2 separate regions of the Mus musculus genome follow, and region 2 is linked to region 1. A link is a contact called in public Hi-C data. All regions are on one chromosome and are shown on one strand. Each heading gives the region's core, a stretch centred on a gene start, on an enhancer-like site or on the middle of the called end of the contact. The rest is flanking DNA. Distances are from core to core; before and after follow the strand shown.

Region 1 (5,921 bases), core at 1,415-3,914:
GTCCTAGAATTCTGGGTAGAGCCCTGTGGAGCCGCCTACCTCTGCCTTCAGGACACTGGGATCAAAGTCTGTGCGACCGTGCTGGCTGTCTGAACATTCTTGTTAGAAATGTCTCTTCAAGGGATATATTTTCTGTCAAGCAACCTTTACTGAAGTTTTAAATTTTGCTGGGTTTTTTTTTTTTAAAGATTTATTTTTACTTATTTATTTTTGTGTATAGGGGTATGTGCATCTGTGAGTCCAGTTACCTACAGAGGTGAAGGCAGGAGAGTCAACAGGCCAAGGCTAGTTTCATTTACATAGTAAGTTTGAGGTTACCCTCAGATAACTGAGACCTTATCAGAAAACCACCACCACACACCACACACACACACACACACACACACACACAAACATACACACACACACACACACATAAACATACACACACATATATACATACATAATACACACATACATACATACATACATACATAATACACATACACACACATATACATACATAATACGCACACACACACACTTTTTTTTGTTTTATGTGCATTGGTGTTTTGCCTGCGTTAGGATGCCACAGAACCCCTGGAACTGGAGTTACAGACAGTTGTGAGTTCTATGCAGCTGTTCAGAATTGAACCTCTGGAAGAACAGTTAGTGCTCTTAACCCCTGAGCCTCTCTTCAACCCCCCCCCCTTGCCCACCCCCTGACAGCTTTCAAATTACTCTTATTTTTATCTCTTTTTGGCAAGCACAGTAAAGCTAGGATGAAAGTAGTCTGTTTTAGGGAAAAAAAATGAGAAGGTTAAAGAAATGCTTTTGTGTATGAGTATTTTGCTGGCATGTGTATATATGTGTACACATGTGTACTTGGTACCCATAGAGGTCAGAAGAGGGCACTGGATCTACAGATGGTTTTGAGTTATAATGTACGTGCTAGGAATTGAACCTGGGTCTTCTACAGTGCTCCTAGCCATTTAACCTTCTTTCCAGCAGTACTCAGAATTGTAAAGTTAGTCTGGCCTTCAGTAAGCCACACAGCCTTGCTGGTCACTGCCTAAGCATTAGTTAAGTCTGTACTTGCTGCAAGCAGACAAATGTTCTTTATAAGAACTGAAGCCTATAAAATCACTTGTCACCTTGCAGCACTCCATGGCCACCAGGAAGAGTGCTTTTGCTTCAAGCTTAGGTTTTTGAGTGCTCCTAATGCTGTGTGACTGGGAACGTCGGAAAATGTGGCTTTCGTTAGGCTCAATTATGCACTGGCCACGTGGCAATGGACATGACGTTTCTTTGAGTTAGCTTATTTATTTTGAAAACAGAACAGGTACAAACTCCTGCTCCCCGCCCCCCCCCCCCACTGGGTTTTGCTTAACTTATTGATGTGTGACACATTCTTTACAAGTTATCAGTGAAGTAACTGATTATGTGTATGGATCAGATCTTGACAGTGTTGGCAGTGGTTAGACCAGGCCTATCTGTCACCTCGTAGTTATACTTTTTAGAGATTGGTAGTGAGTTTCCAGGTAAAGGGTTAGCAGTTCAGAGCCCACAGAGCAGGGTAGGGAGAAGGGTAAATCATCTTCGCAGGATTTGCTAGAGGAAAACTGCAGGATAGTTGGGTCACAAGGGCTAAATGGACTGCTGGGAAGAGCTGTTGTTTAAAGAATTGCATCTTAAAGTCAGGATTTTTTTGTATTTTGCTATTATGTCTAAACCAACTATACTGTCATATCTTCCATTTCAGTTTTTAAAATTAATTTTTAAGTTAATACACAAAGATGGGTTTCTATTTCCTTTGCTTTTATTATTATTATTATTATTATTATTATTATTATTTATTGTATGTGTATGATGTACATGTGTGAGTGTGGGTGCACATGTACCATAGCATGTGTGGAGGTCAGAGGTCAGTCACAGCATGTGTGGAGGTCAGAGGTCAGCTTCGGGAGTTGGAACTTTGGTCTACTCTGGGTTCCAGGTACTGAAGACAGATAGATGGTTGAGCTATCTCACAGCACTTGTTGCTTTGAGACAGCATTTACTCTATAGCCCAGGTTGGCCTTGAACTCTAGGTGACCTTCCGTTATGTTCCTACTGCCCCCCAGTATCACTGTGCTGTGGCACATGTGTGGCATCAGAGGACAAGTGTTGGGAGTCGGTGTTCTCCTCCTATCATGTGGGTCCTGGGAACTTGAACTCAGGCCTTCGGTCTTGGCAGGAAGCACCTTTACCAGCTGAGCCATCTTACCATTCTCAGCCCAGGTGCTTTTTGTTCTGTTTCTTTAATGTGTTTGTTTGTTTGGTTTGGTTTTACAAGGCAGGATCTCTCTGTGTAGCCCTGGAACTCACTCTGTAGACCAGGCTGGCCTTTAACTCAGAAATCCACCTGCCTCTGCCTTCTGAGGTGCAGGGATCAAAGGGATGCACCACCACCGCCCCTCCTCACCCCACCCCCAGTTCACTTTTAACCATAGGTTTCTTCTTAAGATGGCACTCACCCTAGCTCTCTGAGTTGGAGCAGCCCTTCTCAGCTGCTATCACCAGTCCTGACAGAGAAGTCACACTCTCAGCAAAACTAGAAGTAGTTAGAAGCTTGTGGGAGCTGGCTCCGGCCTGTGGGCAGGCTGTCTGTTTCTTCTCACCAGACTTCCTGGTTTATTTCCTGGATGAGATAGGTGTGGTGAACCCCGAGCCACATGTCCTGTTTCTACTCATTTGACTGTCATGCTTGAAGGGTTTCAGAAACACTTCCTTTTTGGAATAGAGTCTGTGTTTTAATTTTGACACTTTTGTACTGTGTCATAGAGGCAGATTGCAGTTTGCCAACTTACCTAAAAGTCTTATTTTGTAGCTTTTAAAAAACCCTTATTAAGCAGGGTGTGGTGTTACCACCTATAATCCTAATTCGTGAGCTGTATGCAGGCAGATCAGGAGTTCAAGGCCAGCCTGGGCTATGTGAGATACTGTTTGAAAATAAAACAGAGCTTTACTTTAACTTGGTGAGTGTTGGTAATCCAAACAGAGGCAGGAGGATTACTGTGAGTTTGAGGCCATCCTGGGCTATATAGTTAGTGAGTACAACTTTGGACAACACTGATTTACCATGCAGTTGGTAACCTAGAAAATAAGTATATAATCTGACTTTTGGAGAAAAGCATATTAAATACAATATTGGAAAGCAACGCAAGGTTGACGTTCGACCAAGATACAAGTCCCAGGAACCTAACAAGTCTTCATACAATTTTTTTTCTGGAAAAATCATTTTAGCATATGCTTACCATCATTTTTTCATTATTATTTAAGACTATTTATCTATACATATATATGTAATTAAACATAAAATATGCCAAATACATATACATAAAATGTATGTATGTATGTACATAAATGAATTGTCTACATGGCATTACTAATGTCTAATATTTCTGACCTGAGCCCCTTTGTTTCGCCCCTGCTGTTTCTCTTTGGTTTGTAACCAGGACAGGCTTCTCTGTGCTCAGAGCTCTGTCTGTTAGAATTGTTGAAGGCCTTGGCTGATTCTGTGACCTTCCTGGGAGGAATTGTATTTATCTATTGGCAGTCTAGGAACGCAGCTCGAGTTTGCTGTTAAACAAACACACTCTGAGGTTTTTGAGATAACAAAACTTTAGGTTGCAAAATCCACTGGAGTGTTGCAAGGTTTCAGGGGACTCTGTTCCGGTCTTTTGAAGGAGAGACACTTTCCTTTCTTTTACCTTCTGTTTCTGTCTAGGACCCTGAGGACGTGGCCATGTGGATCCTTAGCACTAAGGTGGTATTCTATTCGACTTCCAAGTCTGAAGTCCAAACAGGCCCTAGGTTTTGCCATTCTGTAAAGAGCCTGGCCTTGGGTCCTGTGTAGTGAAAGGTCCACATGTTGTGTGGCCGCCAGTGGGCAAAAGCTCTAGCTTTTGGCAAGAATCCATGTGTTTATCACGTGTCACTTAGGGTTCTAGCTTTTTAAATCTTTCATTCTGTGGTCTTGGGCCAGCTTTGCAATGAATTTATAAAAAGATTTTAAAAAAAAGCTTAATTATGTATTTATGCACATGTGAGTGCGGGTGCCCTGGGAGGCTACAAGGGGTGCCCTGGAGAAAGGACCAGGCAGTTGTGCATGGCCTGACTTGAGGGTTGGGAATGAACTCAGGGCCTTTGCAAGAGCAGCAAGCACTCAGCCACAGAGCCCTCCAGTCCCAGCAATGAGCTTTAAAAGCAAGTGTTTTCATTCTTAATATTTTGTTTGGTATCTTCACAGTCTCATGTGAAGATCTGTTCAGGGGCCTCGTTTCTCACCTTGCCAGAAGTGGACCCATAACTGTACATGGACCCACCCTAGACTGCCGTGCTTCTCTCTGAAGGGTGCGCTGTGTTTGCACCATGATGTGTGTACTAGTCTTTATGTTTGCTTGCTTCCAGCTTAATGGTTCACTGCTGCAGGATATCAACTTAAGGTTCAGTTTTAAATATCCAATTATCCTTATTTCCCGTAGGTCACATTACCATGAAACAATTGATAGCCAAGAAGAGGCTGTTGGCAGCAGAGGCGGAGGCAAGTATCTTTTTGTTTTGTTTTTGTTTTTTCAGTAAAGTAACATTGTGAATGTTCCTCATTTATTTAGTTAGGTTTTATTTTCTTTTTTTTAGACAAGTTCTCATGTAGCCCAGGACTGACCTGGAGTTCCTGGTCCCCACCCTCTGCGTTTTGCTTTATTTTATTGCTGTTGTTGTGTGTATGTGTTGAGCATGTATGTGGAGGTCAGACAGTGACTTCCCAGAGTCAGTTTTCTCCTTTCTGATGTGAGTCCTGGGGATTGAACTGGGGATGCCAGGCTTGCCAGCACCCACCTTTACCAGCTGAGCCATCTCACTGGCCCAGCCCCATTTTTATTTTTATTTATTTTTAATTTTTTGAGACTCCCAGTTTAATCTGTAGCTCCTCCTACCTCTGTCTCTCCAGTGCTGGGATTACAAGTGCCTGCCACCTCAACTTACCCATTATAAATAGAGAGTTATTTGCCTTTCTTATAAGTTGAGATGTTGCTGTGAACAGGAAAAGAACATATCCCTTTGTCATCCCACATAAGAACGCATATTGCCCTTCTCTCTGGTTCTGTCCATCAGTGCCATCATCTGGCTTTTGCAAGCAAATCTGGGCAGTGGTGAACCCTGAGAGCAGCTGGCGCAACTGCGCATGTGCACGCGTGTAAGTGCATTGTGAAAACCCCTGCTGTGGTTCTTAATACATCTGTTCATATTCGATGTTTTGAATCTAGAAGCTAATTACCTGTCAGGGAAGGAGAAATAATTTAAAAAAAACTATTATGAAGCCATTTTAAATGTGGACAGACTGTCCTATAGACTCAGCAGGGCCGTTAAGTTTTCCAAAAATGTATGATTTTATTTTGAGTGTGCTAAATTTTTCCCTTTTCCAATGAGATCGCTAGCGAAGTTCACTGACGGAATTGAAGTTATACTCAGCGTCCAATGATAGACTTTAGTCTTCTAGTTACCTTTAAAGGCCAGAGTATGTCATTCCCCTTTATTTTAATTTGTTTGAAACCTTGCACTTTCCTTTCTGGAGCCTTGAATGATGCTATCACTAGAAATATTAGTACAAGATCCTGTTTGTTTAACATTAATGGATTATTCTCCACACATCACACTCTTAACTGGGTAATTTAGTTCCTCTCGTTGTGGTGACCTTCAACCATAACATAGTCTCTTTGCTACTTCATAACTATAGTTTTGCTACTGTTATGAATCATAGTGTCAATACCTGATGTCTGACTCCTGTGGTGTGCAACCCTCAGGCGGAGAACCCACTCGTCTAAGTGTATTTGTGATGTCTGCTGAACTGTTTTATAAAGTGGTACTCAAAAAAGCTGCTACATGACATTTTACTTATT
Region 2 (5,921 bases), core at 1,830-4,329, 77 kb before region 1:
AGATGCATTTCCCCCTTCCTCTTATTTCTCCAAGGCCAATCTGCCTCTTCTACATTTGTTTCCTCCTAAAAATTGAAATGCAAGATTTCCTTCATTGAAATTAATTATCTGCCTGAATTTATCACATTTTAAGTAGACTGCCTACCATACCCTTTGAAGCTACTGTATTTCGTCTCAGACTTGAGGCTGCCTCTTCTTTCTTTTTCTGAAGATTTATTTATTTATTATTTATGTGTACCTGTCTGAGCCTGTATGAGTATATGGGAACCATTTACAGTGCAGAAACCAGCAGAGGACAGAAGACAGCTTTAGATCCCATGGCATTAGAGTTACTGACTGTTAATGTATGCAAGCAAGTTGGCCTTGGGGACTGAACTCTGGCCCTCTGCAAGAACAGTTAGCAGTCTTAACTACTCAGCCCTCTCTCCATCCCCAGACTGGAGATTTTAAAAGAACATGGGAATACTTGTGACTCACAGGTGGTGCTTTGGATCAAAACAAAGTGTAAAAGAATAATGAAGTCATCCACATGCATTCACACAACACATGTTCCTTAGGTATTAATAGGTGAGAGGTTTGGAAGAGACTCTTGGGCATGTGTGCATGCATGCCACACACACACACACACACACACACACACACACACACACACACACAAAACAAGAACAGAAATACATTCTGGAACCCATATGATCACATGGGATATTCAATATCATTGCTATATAGTCTAACCTCTCAGAGTAGCTTTCTCATCTGCAGGGCATTCCCAATAGGAAAGAATAGTATAAAACTCAGGCCTAGCCAGGTGGTGGTAGCACACACCTTTAATTCTAGCTCTCAGGAAACAGAGATGGGCAGATCTCTGAGTTTGAGGCCAGCCTGATATACAGAGTTCCAGGACAGCTAGGGCAACACAAGGAAACCCTGTCTCAAAAAAACAAAACAAACAAGACTCAGACTTAAAGTGTCTCTGTCATGATCTTTCAAGTTGTAAAGGTCCTTTACTAACATTTTTGACTGTAAGCCCATGCTGAATACGCAGATGAATGTTCACAGGACATCTGAAAGACCTTTGGGGTTACAGCGGGGGTAATCATTTGTATGGTTCCATTGGGCATTCGATGGAGCCTCAAAAGCGAACTCCAAACTAGCCAAGGGAAAAATTGCTTAGTTCTACCTAGCCTGGCAGGGTGTCATAGGCCTTTAATCCCAATGTTGGGGAGAAGAGAAAGGCAGATCTCTGTAAGTCTGAGACCAGCCTGGTCTATATAGTAAAGTCCAGGCCACCCAGGACTGCATACTAAGACCCTGTCTCAAAGAACAAAAAGCTTATTTTGGAAGAGACTAAAGCCCCAAACTCAAAAGCCAACCTCAAAAAGACCTTCTATCATCAACATAGGTTAAAGAATCTATAATGTCTTAACTGAACATAATCTTGCTGAGTTTAAATGGCCCTCCACTTAATCTATTAAAAAGAAGGAGGAGGAAGAGGAGGAGGAGGAGGAGGAGGAGGAGGAGGAGGAGGAGGAGGAGGAGGAGGAGGAGGAGGAGGAGGAGGAGGAGGAGGAGGAGGAGGAGGAGAAAATGTCTGGGACTGGAGAGATAGCTCAGCAGTTAAGAGCACTGGCTGCTCTTCCAGAGGTCTTGAGTTCAAATCCCAGTAACCGCATGGTGGCTCATAACCATCTGTATAATATGTGATCTGATGCCCTCTTCTGGCATGTAGGTGTATATGCAGATAGAGCACTCAGACATTAAATAAGTAAATACATCTTAAATGACCCTCTAGGTATTTAACATATACAAACAAGGCTGAAAACTGGGGAGTCAGTGCTTTTAAGAACAGTTTACATTTAGTTTCTATTTGGAGAGGTATGCGTGCACGGGCATGTACCACAATGTCTGAGCAAAGATGAGAAGATAGCTTGCAGAAGCCATTTCTCTCTCTCTCCATCATGTTTCAGGGATCAAACTCACGTTGCCAGGACTGGTAGCAAGCACCTCTACCCACTGAGCTATCTTGCCAAGCCCTCATTTTGTTTTTGGGTTTGCTTGTTTGTTTTCTATTTTTGAGACAAAGTCTTGCTTTGTGGCTCGGGTTGTTCTCAGATTCACTGTCCCCCTTTCTCTGTGTCTTAGATGGGGTGCCTATCGCCGTGATACAATACTGTGACCAAAAGCTGCTTGGGGAGAAAAAGGTTTATCTCCTCTCACAACTACCAGAGCACACAGGGAACTCAGGGAGGGGACTCAAAGCAGGAACATGGAAGTAGGAACTGACATAGCAGAAGCTAGGGGGGCAGGGGGACATTGCTTACTTCTTGCTCCAGGTTTGTTCAGCCTGCATTCTCATACAAGGCAGAACCATCTGTCCAGGGTTGGCACTGGTGGCCCGAGGTGCCCTCAGTCCACCCACAACAATCATTAATCCATGAATGGCTCCCAGGGCTTGCCTTAGGTCCATTTTATGGAGCGTTTTTCTCATTCACGATTCCGTCTTCTCAGATATAGCTAGGTTTGTGTCGAGCTGACAAAAAGGAACCAGCATAGTCTGCTTCCCAAGTTCTGTGACCACAGGCACTGTGCTGTCACGCACAGCCTTATGGGCCCTCTTAAAAGAATCTTTGCATTGCTGGGTGTGTGGTGCACACCTTTGAGCCCAGTGAATGGCAGGCAGAAGCAGGGGGATCTCTATGAGTTCAAGGCTTATCTAAAAAAATAAATATCTTTTATTATTTGACATCATTTTTCCTTTATTGTACTTAGATAAGTAGAGAGTAGAGACTTGGATTGTACTTAGATAAGAGAGAGTAGCATGGGATAGGACTAGATAGAAAGCCACAAGAAAGGGGAGAGGAATAGGGGTAATGGAGGGATGAAAATGACCAGAGTACTGTGTATACATGTATGCCACAGGGATAAATACTTTTTAAAAAAGGAATTTATATGGGCTGTGTGGAAGTTTGAATGAAGGTGGCCTAGAGGTTCATAGGACTGGCACTATTAAGAGGTGTGGCCATGTTGGAGTAGCTGTGGGGTGGCTGGAGGAAGTAGGTAGGCTTTGAGGTTTCAGAAGCTCAAGCAAAGCCGAGTGTCTCAGTCTTCTTTCTTACTGCCTGCAGAGCCAGATGTAGAACTCTCAGCTCCTCCTCCAGCTCCATGTCTGTTTGTATGTGGCCATGCTTCCTGCCTTGACAATAATGGACTAATCTATAAGCCAGCCCCAGTTAAGCGGTTTTCTTTGTAAGGGTTGCCATGGTCATGGTGTCTCTTCACATCAATAAAACCCTAACTAAGACAGGGTGTTCACTAGTGGTGCAAGGGGTGAAAAGACATCCAGACAGGATGGAGGTTGCTAAAGAGAAGCTCTGATGAATGGGATTTGAGGAATAGGTTTGGGCGATAGCATTTCCCCTCACATCTGTACCCTTTAAAATAATAATAGTTACTTACTGGGTGCTGGTCACTGTGCTTCAGATACTAAGCATTTATACACGTCTTTTTAAAACCTAATAATAAACCCATGTGCTATTATTATCCCAGTTCTCAGACAGGAAACTCAAGGCAGCCAAAATACTCAGTCAATAAATAGCAGCACCATGGGATTTTTGTTTGTTTGGTTTGGTTTGGAGATTTTTTTGTTTTGTTTTATTTTGGTTTGGTTTTGGTTTTTCAAGACAGGATTTCTCTGTGTAGCCCTGGCTGTCCTAGAACTCACTCTGTAGACCAGTCTGGCCTCGAACTCAGAAAGCGTCTGCCTCTGCCTCCTGAGTACTGGGATTAAAGGCCTGCGCTGCCACTGGTCAAGGAAATCTGTTTTTATGAGAACTGCTATAGTGCAAGTGTTTGTCACACTCTTCTGTGTGATCTTGCAAGCGCCAGCAAGCTCTTAATGTAGCTTTTGGGTTTTTTGTTTTGTTTTTATTTTTACTTATTTTTGTGGTACCTGGAATAAAACTGAGGGCCTTTACAAGCAAGGCAAGGGTTCTACCGCTAAGTCCTACCCCAGCTCTGATGTTGCTGTTTTATTTTATTTATTTTTGTGAGTATTTGTGTAGACGTGCTATGTACGGCACTTGTGGAGGTCAGAGAACAATTTCCAGAAATTAGTTCTCTTCTTCCAGTCCTGGGTCCTGCAGATTGAATTCTGGCCATGAGCATGGCTGCAGGCACCTTCAACCGCTGAGTTGACTTGCCTGCTCTGTGTAGAGGTTTAAATAGTCATGCTTTCTCCTCACTCTTCTCTTCTGCACCCCCCCACTTCTTCCTTGTTACTATTCTTTTCTTTTTAGATTTAAAAAATTACTTTTAAAATACTCGACAATTTCGTATATTAATACACGTATAAGCCGGGCAGTGGTGGCATACGCCTTTAATTCCAGCACTTGAGAGGCAGAGGCAGGCAGATTTCTGAGTTTGAGGCCAGCCTGGTCTACAGAGTGAGTTCCAGGACAGCCAGGGCTATACAGAGAAACCCTGTCTCAACCCGCCCCCCCCCCAAAAAAACCCCAAAACACGTATATATGGTCCTGGATGGTATACATACTATAGATGTCGATCATATTGTATTGGGTGTTTTGTTTGGAGGCTGGATGTGAGAGTTGTCAGTGAACATTACTGGTAGGGCATGATTTCTGAGCACGGAGGAAGCCCTCACAAGTTCAAGGCCTACTACTTGTCCAGAGGACCACACGCAGAGACATAGTTAATCCCACAGCCGTCAGAAATGAGCGCTTCTCATGTTTTCAAAACAAGAAGCCCTGCTTGTTTGAGATGTGGGTCTTCTGACAGCCAGGGACCTTGAACTTGGCCCTACACAGCCCTCGATCTCACGTTCCTAGTTCTGCAGCTTGGTGTTCATGAACTTGATGCTTGGACAATAGGAACCTGGCCACTGTGCTCTGGAGCTTCTCACAGATGCCCAGTTTCTGCCGGGAGTCTCTCATCCTCTGCACAGGACAGCATTGTGATGTCGATGATGGGAAAGGGTGGAGCCTCATCCGAATAAGACAGCCATCTTGCCACAACTGTACCTGCTGCTTGTCACACACATGGCCTCCAGGGTTTTAGAGGAGAGGCACTCATCTTCATCTGATACCTCGTGGTCACAGAGTGGGAATTTATCCATTTTTGGCTTCTTCCACCCCAGGTCAAAGATGCAGGAGCAAGACTTGGAGTATGACTTGGGTTTTTTTCTTTTGTTTGTTTTTTTTGTTTTTGTTTTGTTTTTTATTTTATTTATTTTTAAAGATTTATTTAATTTATTTATGAGTACACTGTTGCTGTCTTTAGAAACACCAGAAAAGGGCATCGGATACAATTACAGGTGGTTGTGAGCCACCATGTGGTTGCTGGGAATTGAACTCAGGACCTCTGGAAGAGCAATCAGTGCTCTTAACCACTGAGCTATCTCTCCAGCCCTTTCTCTCTCTCTCTTTCTCTCTCTCTCCCTCCCTCTTCCCTCCCTCCCTCTCTCCTTCCCCCCTCCCTCTCTCTCTCTCTCTCTCCTTCCTTCCTTCCTTCCTTCCTTCCTTCCTTCCTTCTTTCTTTCTTTCTTTCTTTCTTTCTTTCTTTCTTTCTTTCTTTCTTTCTTTCTTTCGAGACAGGGTTTTTCTTTGTAGCTCTGGCTGTCCTGGATCTCACTCTGTAGCCCAGGCTGGTCTCACACTCACAGAGATCCCCATGTCTCTGCCTCTAAAGATTAAAGGCGTGTGCTTCCACTGCCCAGCTTCTACTTATAATTATTATGTGTAAACAGAGGTGTGACATTTTTAAAATAAATGTCATTGCAAGGGGCTTGAGAGATGGCCGAGTGGTTTAGAGTATCTGATGCTCTTGCAGAGGATCCGGGTTTGTCTCCAGCACTGACCTGGTGGTTCATAACCATTTGTAATTCTAGTTCCAGGGGATTCAGCACTCTC

Evidence for each region. Hi-C and Micro-C count contacts between places; a contact is called where the count stands out from the background.
Region 2: a Hi-C map of liver shows a contact between it and region 1, with 1.6 times the contacts expected there. The contact joins two enhancer-like sites. A contact is called at or near these places in 9 of 484 Hi-C or Micro-C datasets (CD4 T cells, the G1E-ER4 cell line, Th1 cells and 4 more), 5 of 115 datasets of contacts at active chromatin or transcription factors (the HPC-7 cell line, bone marrow-derived macrophages, differentiating embryonic stem cells and 2 more) and 3 of 9 other capture datasets (adipose tissue, liver and pancreatic islet).

Annotation. Positions count from the first base shown.
Region 1 is chr1:156,456,589-156,462,509 of GRCm38.p6, reverse strand. Soat1 (sterol O-acyltransferase 1) reads left to right here. Exons shown (of 16, transcript NM_009230.3): 3 at 4,506-4,564. Among named protein-coding and RNA genes, the nearest start is that of Soat1, 15 kb to the left of the region's middle. Within about 2 kb of position 2,664, at least 137 of the 459 cell types and tissues checked have an H3K27ac peak or open chromatin away from gene starts, as enhancers often do. A contact at or near this core is called in microglia, where this site is marked.
Region 2 is chr1:156,534,374-156,540,294 of GRCm38.p6, reverse strand. It overlaps the pseudogene Gm17975. Among named protein-coding and RNA genes, the nearest start is that of Abl2, 21 kb to the left of the region's middle. Within about 2 kb of position 3,079, at least 17 of the 459 cell types and tissues checked have an H3K27ac peak or open chromatin away from gene starts, as enhancers often do. A contact at or near this core is called in microglia, where this site is marked.